Regions from separate parts of the Triticum aestivum genome. Here region 1 is linked to region 2. A link is a contact called in public Hi-C data. All regions are on one chromosome and are shown on one strand. Each heading gives the region's core, a stretch centred on a gene start, on an enhancer-like site or on the middle of the called end of the contact. The rest is flanking DNA. Distances are from core to core; before and after follow the strand shown.

Region 1 (3,033 bases), core at 508-3,007, 230 kb before region 2:
AGTGCCCTGTGGATTCTTCTTACTCTTTTCTCGTGTATAGGGTCCGAAATGATGGTGTCACCATCAATTGGGGGAGATTTCTGTCGGATTCTTTTTATCTCATCAGCGATTTCGGGAAGGAGTTCCTTATCCAAAGACATAATATCAAGATCCGATCTTGCAATCCTTTGAACACATTTTTCACGCACTTGAGTAAGCTCCGAGTGGAAAGCAACTTGCAAAATAGGTAGGACGTCTTCAGCCAGAGTCTTGTCAACAAAGTTCATAAGCCGTCGCTGCAGTACATGATCATCTTAACCATGATTAGCAATTCACCAGAGAAAGAAAGGTCATGTGAAATGGAGAAATGAAACCATGATTTACTTTTTTTCTCATGTACCAAATTTACTGTTTTTCCTCTGTTTCGAATTAGCATGCCAAATATACTGCAAATGTCTGTGCACAGTCAAATAAACAAATTGGAGAAGGGTAGAACATTTCTAGCCTGAAGCTGCCATGTCTGTAGCCAAGACTAGAAAAAAAAATCTATAAAATAGTTGGGGGTGCTAAACAAGCCAATAAGAGCCTACGCATCCCTCACCTGGAACAGCGACATGAGCTCGGGGATCCTGAAGGTCCACGCCGCGTACATGAGCTCGACGGCGAACCTGATGGCCGGCGGGCACGAGTCGTGCGGGCACACAAGATCAGCACATGACACCACGTCCAGCGGCGCTGGCCGGAGCCTGCCCGTGTAGAGGTACCCCATGAACGCCAGGAAGGCCTCGCGACCCACACGGCCACCTGGGACGAGGTCCTCCATCTTGTACTGCGGCCTCCCGGTAACATCCCCTCCCGCTCCGCCACTGGTGGCGGAGGCGGAGGCGGTGACTGCCCCATCACTGCGGCTCCCGCGGGCGCGGAAGAGGTCGTGGAAGAAGGGGCTGCGCGCGGCGAGGATGCAGCGGTGGATGGGGATGGGCGGCCCGCCGTCCGCCACGTCGACGTCGGCGTCGCTGCAGTCGAGTTCAGAATCGAGGAGGAGGCGCTCGAGGTTGCTGCTGAGGCGACTCAGACTCACAGCCTCGACGCTGCTGCTGCTCCCTCCCCCTCCCCCAGCCCCGCCCCACCCGTCCGCCGCGGGCAGCGGCGCCAGAGCGCCGGAGCAGGGGCTAGAGCCGTTGGACAGGTAGGACGACGAGGAGGCGACCGTGATGGACGACGACGGCTCCATCACCGCCGCCAAGCACGAGGCGAAAGGGCCCTAGAGCCGGACCACCATGTGTGGGAAGGCAAAGGGGGGAGGCTGCCTTTTGGTCGCTCCCGGCCGAACTGCGCAATTCGGGCAGGCTTTGTTTGGCACCACGCAGATCCGCGTCGGCACGGAAACTCCCCCACGTCACCCCCCGCCTAAACTCAGCGGAGAAGGGACGGCGAATTCCTCGAGCCCAGATCTCGGCAGCCGCCCGCCCGCCGCCGCGTCAAACCGGGAGCTTTCGGGATATTTTTTTCCTCCTCGCGACCGGCTGATCCAAGTGGGGGGAGCAGGAGGAAATATTGGGAGCGACGACGACGACGACGACCTGGCGGGGCGAGGAAGGAGAGTGGGGTCGCGGAAGAGGAGTCCGGGGGCAGTTGCGTGGAAAGCAGGGGGAGGCTCGGCCAGGGAGGGGATTGAAGACGACGACGGGGAGGAATATGGAGGCGGAGGATGACTGAGACCGCTGGATTTCTCCCGTCCCTACCTTTCTTTTCTTCGCTTTCTTCGATCAGGTTCTCTGGCTTTTGGGGTCGGAGAAGAAGAAGGGAAGGAATACCGCGGGTAAAATTGCACGGGCCACCCCATAGAATACCAATATTGGCGTTTGCAAAGTACAAAAGCGCGGAGATCATTAGGAAATTAAATATTGCTCTACATGTCGCAGCTTGCGATGACAAAACGTAGCGCGCGTAAGCTCCACACGTCACTGCGATCGGGGGAAGACTTGTGATCCCACTTGCCAGCCTCTTGTCTCCGCTGTCTATGCTGGGAGGATTTTCTCTCTTCCCGTGTTCTCTCTCCTTCCCCTTTCCTTCTCTTCTTCTCCCATTAGGGCGCACCTTTGGACACGACCGCGTTCTTCACTCTTTATTTGGGGCCCTTTTTGTAAGATTATGGTCCACTTTGTAATTTTATGTTTTTTGGGGTTATGTCTGTAGTTATATTGACGGGGCGACTTTGGACCCAATCGTGTTCTTCATTCTTTGTCGGGGGTCCTTTTCGTAAGATTATCGACTGGTTTTGAATTTTATGTTTCGTTGGGGTTATGTTTGTAAGTTCTATGGCGGCGCGGCTTTGGACCCGATCGCGTTCTTCATTCTTTGTTTGGGGGCCTTTTCATAAGATTTAGGGGCCAGTTTGTAGTTTTATGTTTTCTTGTGCTCTGCTTGTAAGCTGCACTACCCATCGCGTTGATTAAACGTGGTGCTAGGCCCTTCTCGACCTTCCTGTGTTAAATGTGAGAATGGGTCCTACTCGATCCTTCTCGACCCTTCCTGCGTTAAATGCGGGAATGGGTCCTACTCGATCCTTCTCGACCCTTCCCGTGTTAAATGCAGGAATGGGTCCTACTCAATACTGCATGGTCTCACGTGTCCTTCTCTAAGTAATGATCCTCCAGCAAAAAAAGTGTGTGTTGAGAACCCGACTAAATATTTTTGCATCCTGAACATAATTTATATCGGTACACAACTAATGTAGTCGCATCTCATGGTGTTTGGTCATGATGGTTGCCCGACGCCAGCTCATTGCGATAACTTGTTGGCTGGAGGTTCGCTGTGACGGTGACAACTTGGTGACTTGTGACAGTGGTGTCCTCCTCCATGGGACCTATGCGCAGGCGCTTCCCCTTCTCTACATCCTGATTTCACGTTGATCTAGGGTGGGTGCACCTTCTATCACCATCCTCGATCAGCTCCATTTGCATAAGAGTGTTACGTTGTCGGTCGATGGCCATGTTGCCACACACATCCTCTTGTGCGGTCGTGGCTACCAATGCTACAACATAGATCTCA
Region 2 (2,931 bases), core at 245-2,744:
CAATAAACTTGAAAAGTAGATGTTCGCTGCAAATTCAGTCCTCCTCAATAGTTGGTGCATCGTGGTTTGTATAATTTGATGACTACGACTACCAGTACTACTAGGATGCAGATGCTGGTCGTGGACTTGACATCTACGGTTGAGAAACGATGCCATCGCCACCAGGATGTGCCTTGCCTAGAAGCCGAAAAAGGCTAGGGCCAAGAGAGAGGCGCCCGGGGCGTCCTCCTAGACGTCCTAGGCCATGAAAGCGGGTCACATCTCCTGTTAACACCGAAGATGATACTATTCCGATAGTGTGAGTGTCCCCCAAGCCGCCCGCCAGAGATATGTCGACATGACATGACGAAACAAATCAGTCTCAATCAGCCCGAACTTTCCCCTCTTCCTTTTATTTTGTAATAACAAAAAGTGGAGCACAGCAGAGTACACAATGGAGTGTGGGCGAGCTCACGTTCACATCCAGGAGTCGTGCAAGAGGAGGCAAAGCTTCACGCAGATTTTCAATAACGACGAAAAGGCAAGGGAAGGGGATACAGCCTCGTACTCTCTCGGCGCCAAACCACGAGTCGCCGCTGGTCCTCGGAATCCTGCAAAGTTAAGAGGAGGCCGGCGCCAAGATGCGGCGAAGCGATGGTGGCAGCTCGCGATCTTTGTTGGCTGGCGATCAGGATGGCGTGGCACGCGCCTCGCTCGTGTCGGCAGGCACCGGGGCGAGGAGAGGAGAGCGGGCAGGCAGCTGGAGCGAGTCGGCCGGGTCTTTCACTTTCCGCCACGGTAAAGACGCACGTTTTTGCCCGACCGCCAAAATTGACAAATTTGATCTTAGAGCAAAAGTATTTCACAAACTAAATTATTTTTAAAAATATTTCACACCGTTGACCCTTTTGTGCAGAGCTCGTTAGCAAGGCGCTGCACTCTATTGTGCAACTCCTTACCGCTAGGCGCTGCACAGTATAGTGCAGCGCCTAGCTGTCGAGCGTTGCAAAGGTGTGGCGCCTGAGTGTTAGCCGCTGCACAGTAGTGCAGCGTCTTGCTGTCAGGCGCTGCACATTGAAGGCCAGCTGAGTGAAATGTTTTCAAGAACAGTTTAGTTTGTGAAATAATTTTACTCTAAGGTTAAATTTATGCCTTTTGCCCAACCATGTTGTCGTTATTGCCTCGTTTCTTATGTGTCCCGTACCCATAAATAATCGGGTTCAGGGGGTCGTAAAGTAGGAGCAGTTGGCAGTATAATACTCCCGCGGTCGGTTTGTCCAGTCCACTTGGCCGGGGATGCGGGCCGGGTGGGGTCTGACCCCGATGGCCCGATCCGTTCCGTGTGAGCGGTGATGGGCACGGGGTGACATCGGCGAGGAGGGGCGGGGAAGTCGCGCGGTGACGGGACGCGCACAGGGCTGGACGCGCAGCGTCACGCGCTCGGTGGTAGTAGGCCTCGCTGATGCGGGCGTCCCCCGTCATCCGTACCACACGACACGCCCCACCGGCCCACCCGGCCCCTCAACTCAATCAAGCACCCCGCCATCGTCTGCGCCGTGTGACTCGGTGCCATACCTGTGCTGATGCTCTCCTCCCCTTCCCCTGGAGCCTGAGGTAGAGGCTGACGCCTAGCTTGCTACGTCTTGTTTGACCGGATCTCGGGTGGGAGCAACTGTTCATGTGGAAGTTCCTGGGCTCATACATAGATTGATAAATAAATATTGAGAGTACGTACTACTCCCTTTGTCCCATAATATAAGAACGTTTTTAACACTACACTGCATCCATACTGGGTTCACTTTGGAGTTGACCAAAGACTAATGGGTGGGGACTGACGAGAGCGCCGGACACCGATTAGTTTATGCTTACGAGCAATAATGCGCGGCTCCTCCTTGGTCACACACGCATCCAATGGGAAGAGTCATTTAGCTTCTTCCTTGGACCGGGACGAAAAGAATTCAGACAAACGACTAAACTGCTCCTGATGACTATCACGGCATCTGACTCAGCAATTGCAACGCAGTTTACAAGATTCCCGCTGCAAACTTTTATTACAGAGGAAGTACTGTACACACTTATGGCCTCTGATGACCATCACGGCCCCTGAGGCTCGATCATATGAGAATTTCTTTGCGGTAGCAGAACACGGTTGCTTGCGTCCCCGCGAAATGAGATGCCGCCAAGGAAGCGCCGTACACGGGCGCAGCTGTGCGGTCAGCAAGCGAGGCTCTTCCGCTTCACCGATGGCGCCACTTAAATGCTTGTCGGCATCCTCCAGCTCTGCGGCGGGATAAACACCGTGCTAAACTCCACGTGCTACCACGTTGGCATCCTATCCCCCCGCTAGGCACGTGCTACACGTAGCCTTCTCGTATCTTCTTTGCCTAATCTGGCCCTGTGACCCACCACGTTTATCACTCCACTCCATCAAGAACGTACTGCTATATCCGATGCATTTGAGGAGTGTGTGCGTGTAAGACGGATGCACTTGAATCTACGACGCTATCCTACAGACGGCGTAGGGCCAGATCACATCGCTGCAGTTCCACCATTTAATGGTTGTCTACCATCTAAAAACAGACACTATTTTTTTTTCAAAAACAGACAGATGTAGAGATATATTGCATACAAAGAACCAACATGTAAAGAATTAAACACTTTCAGGGAAGAGGGCACATGTACATGCTCTCTGGCTGTGTTGAGCAGCCATAGGATAAAAGAACTCGATAAAAACAAGCACAGAACCTCCAAAAATTTATTGATAAAACAAAAAATAAATAAAATGATAACAGAAATAATCCGGTAACAGGACAGAAACGACATAAAATAAACAAAATTTCGTTTGCTTTTTGTATTGAACTGCATCAACCTAGTTTTTGGATTTGATTGTAAGGACTGAATAAATCGCACTTTGGAGTTCCCAGATGTATCGCACGATAACAGAGCATGGCA

Evidence for each region. Hi-C and Micro-C count contacts between places; a contact is called where the count stands out from the background.
Region 1: a contact with region 2 is called in a Hi-C map of leaf, with 10 times the contacts expected there. The contact joins the promoter of LOC123079289 here to the enhancer-like site in region 2. A contact is called at or near these places in 3 of 5 Hi-C or Micro-C datasets (all in leaf) and 1 of 1 datasets of contacts at active chromatin or transcription factors (leaf).

What each region holds. Positions count from the first base shown.
Region 1 is chr3D:418,870,919-418,873,951 of IWGSC CS RefSeq v2.1, reverse strand. LOC123079289 (BTB/POZ domain and ankyrin repeat-containing protein NPR2) reads right to left here and starts at 1,757. Exons shown (of 4, transcript XM_044502026.1): 1 at 581-1,757; 2 at 1-275. The coding sequence starts at 1,213.
Region 2 is chr3D:418,644,889-418,647,819 of IWGSC CS RefSeq v2.1, reverse strand. It overlaps LOC123079288 (DExH-box ATP-dependent RNA helicase DExH6), which reads right to left. Exons shown (of 15, transcript XM_044502025.1): 15 at 2,807-2,931. Among protein-coding and RNA genes, the nearest start is that of LOC123079288, 12 kb to the right of the region's middle. Within about 2 kb of position 1,494, at least 8 of the 8 cell types and tissues checked have an H3K27ac peak or open chromatin away from gene starts, as enhancers often do. A contact at or near this core is called in leaf, where this site is marked.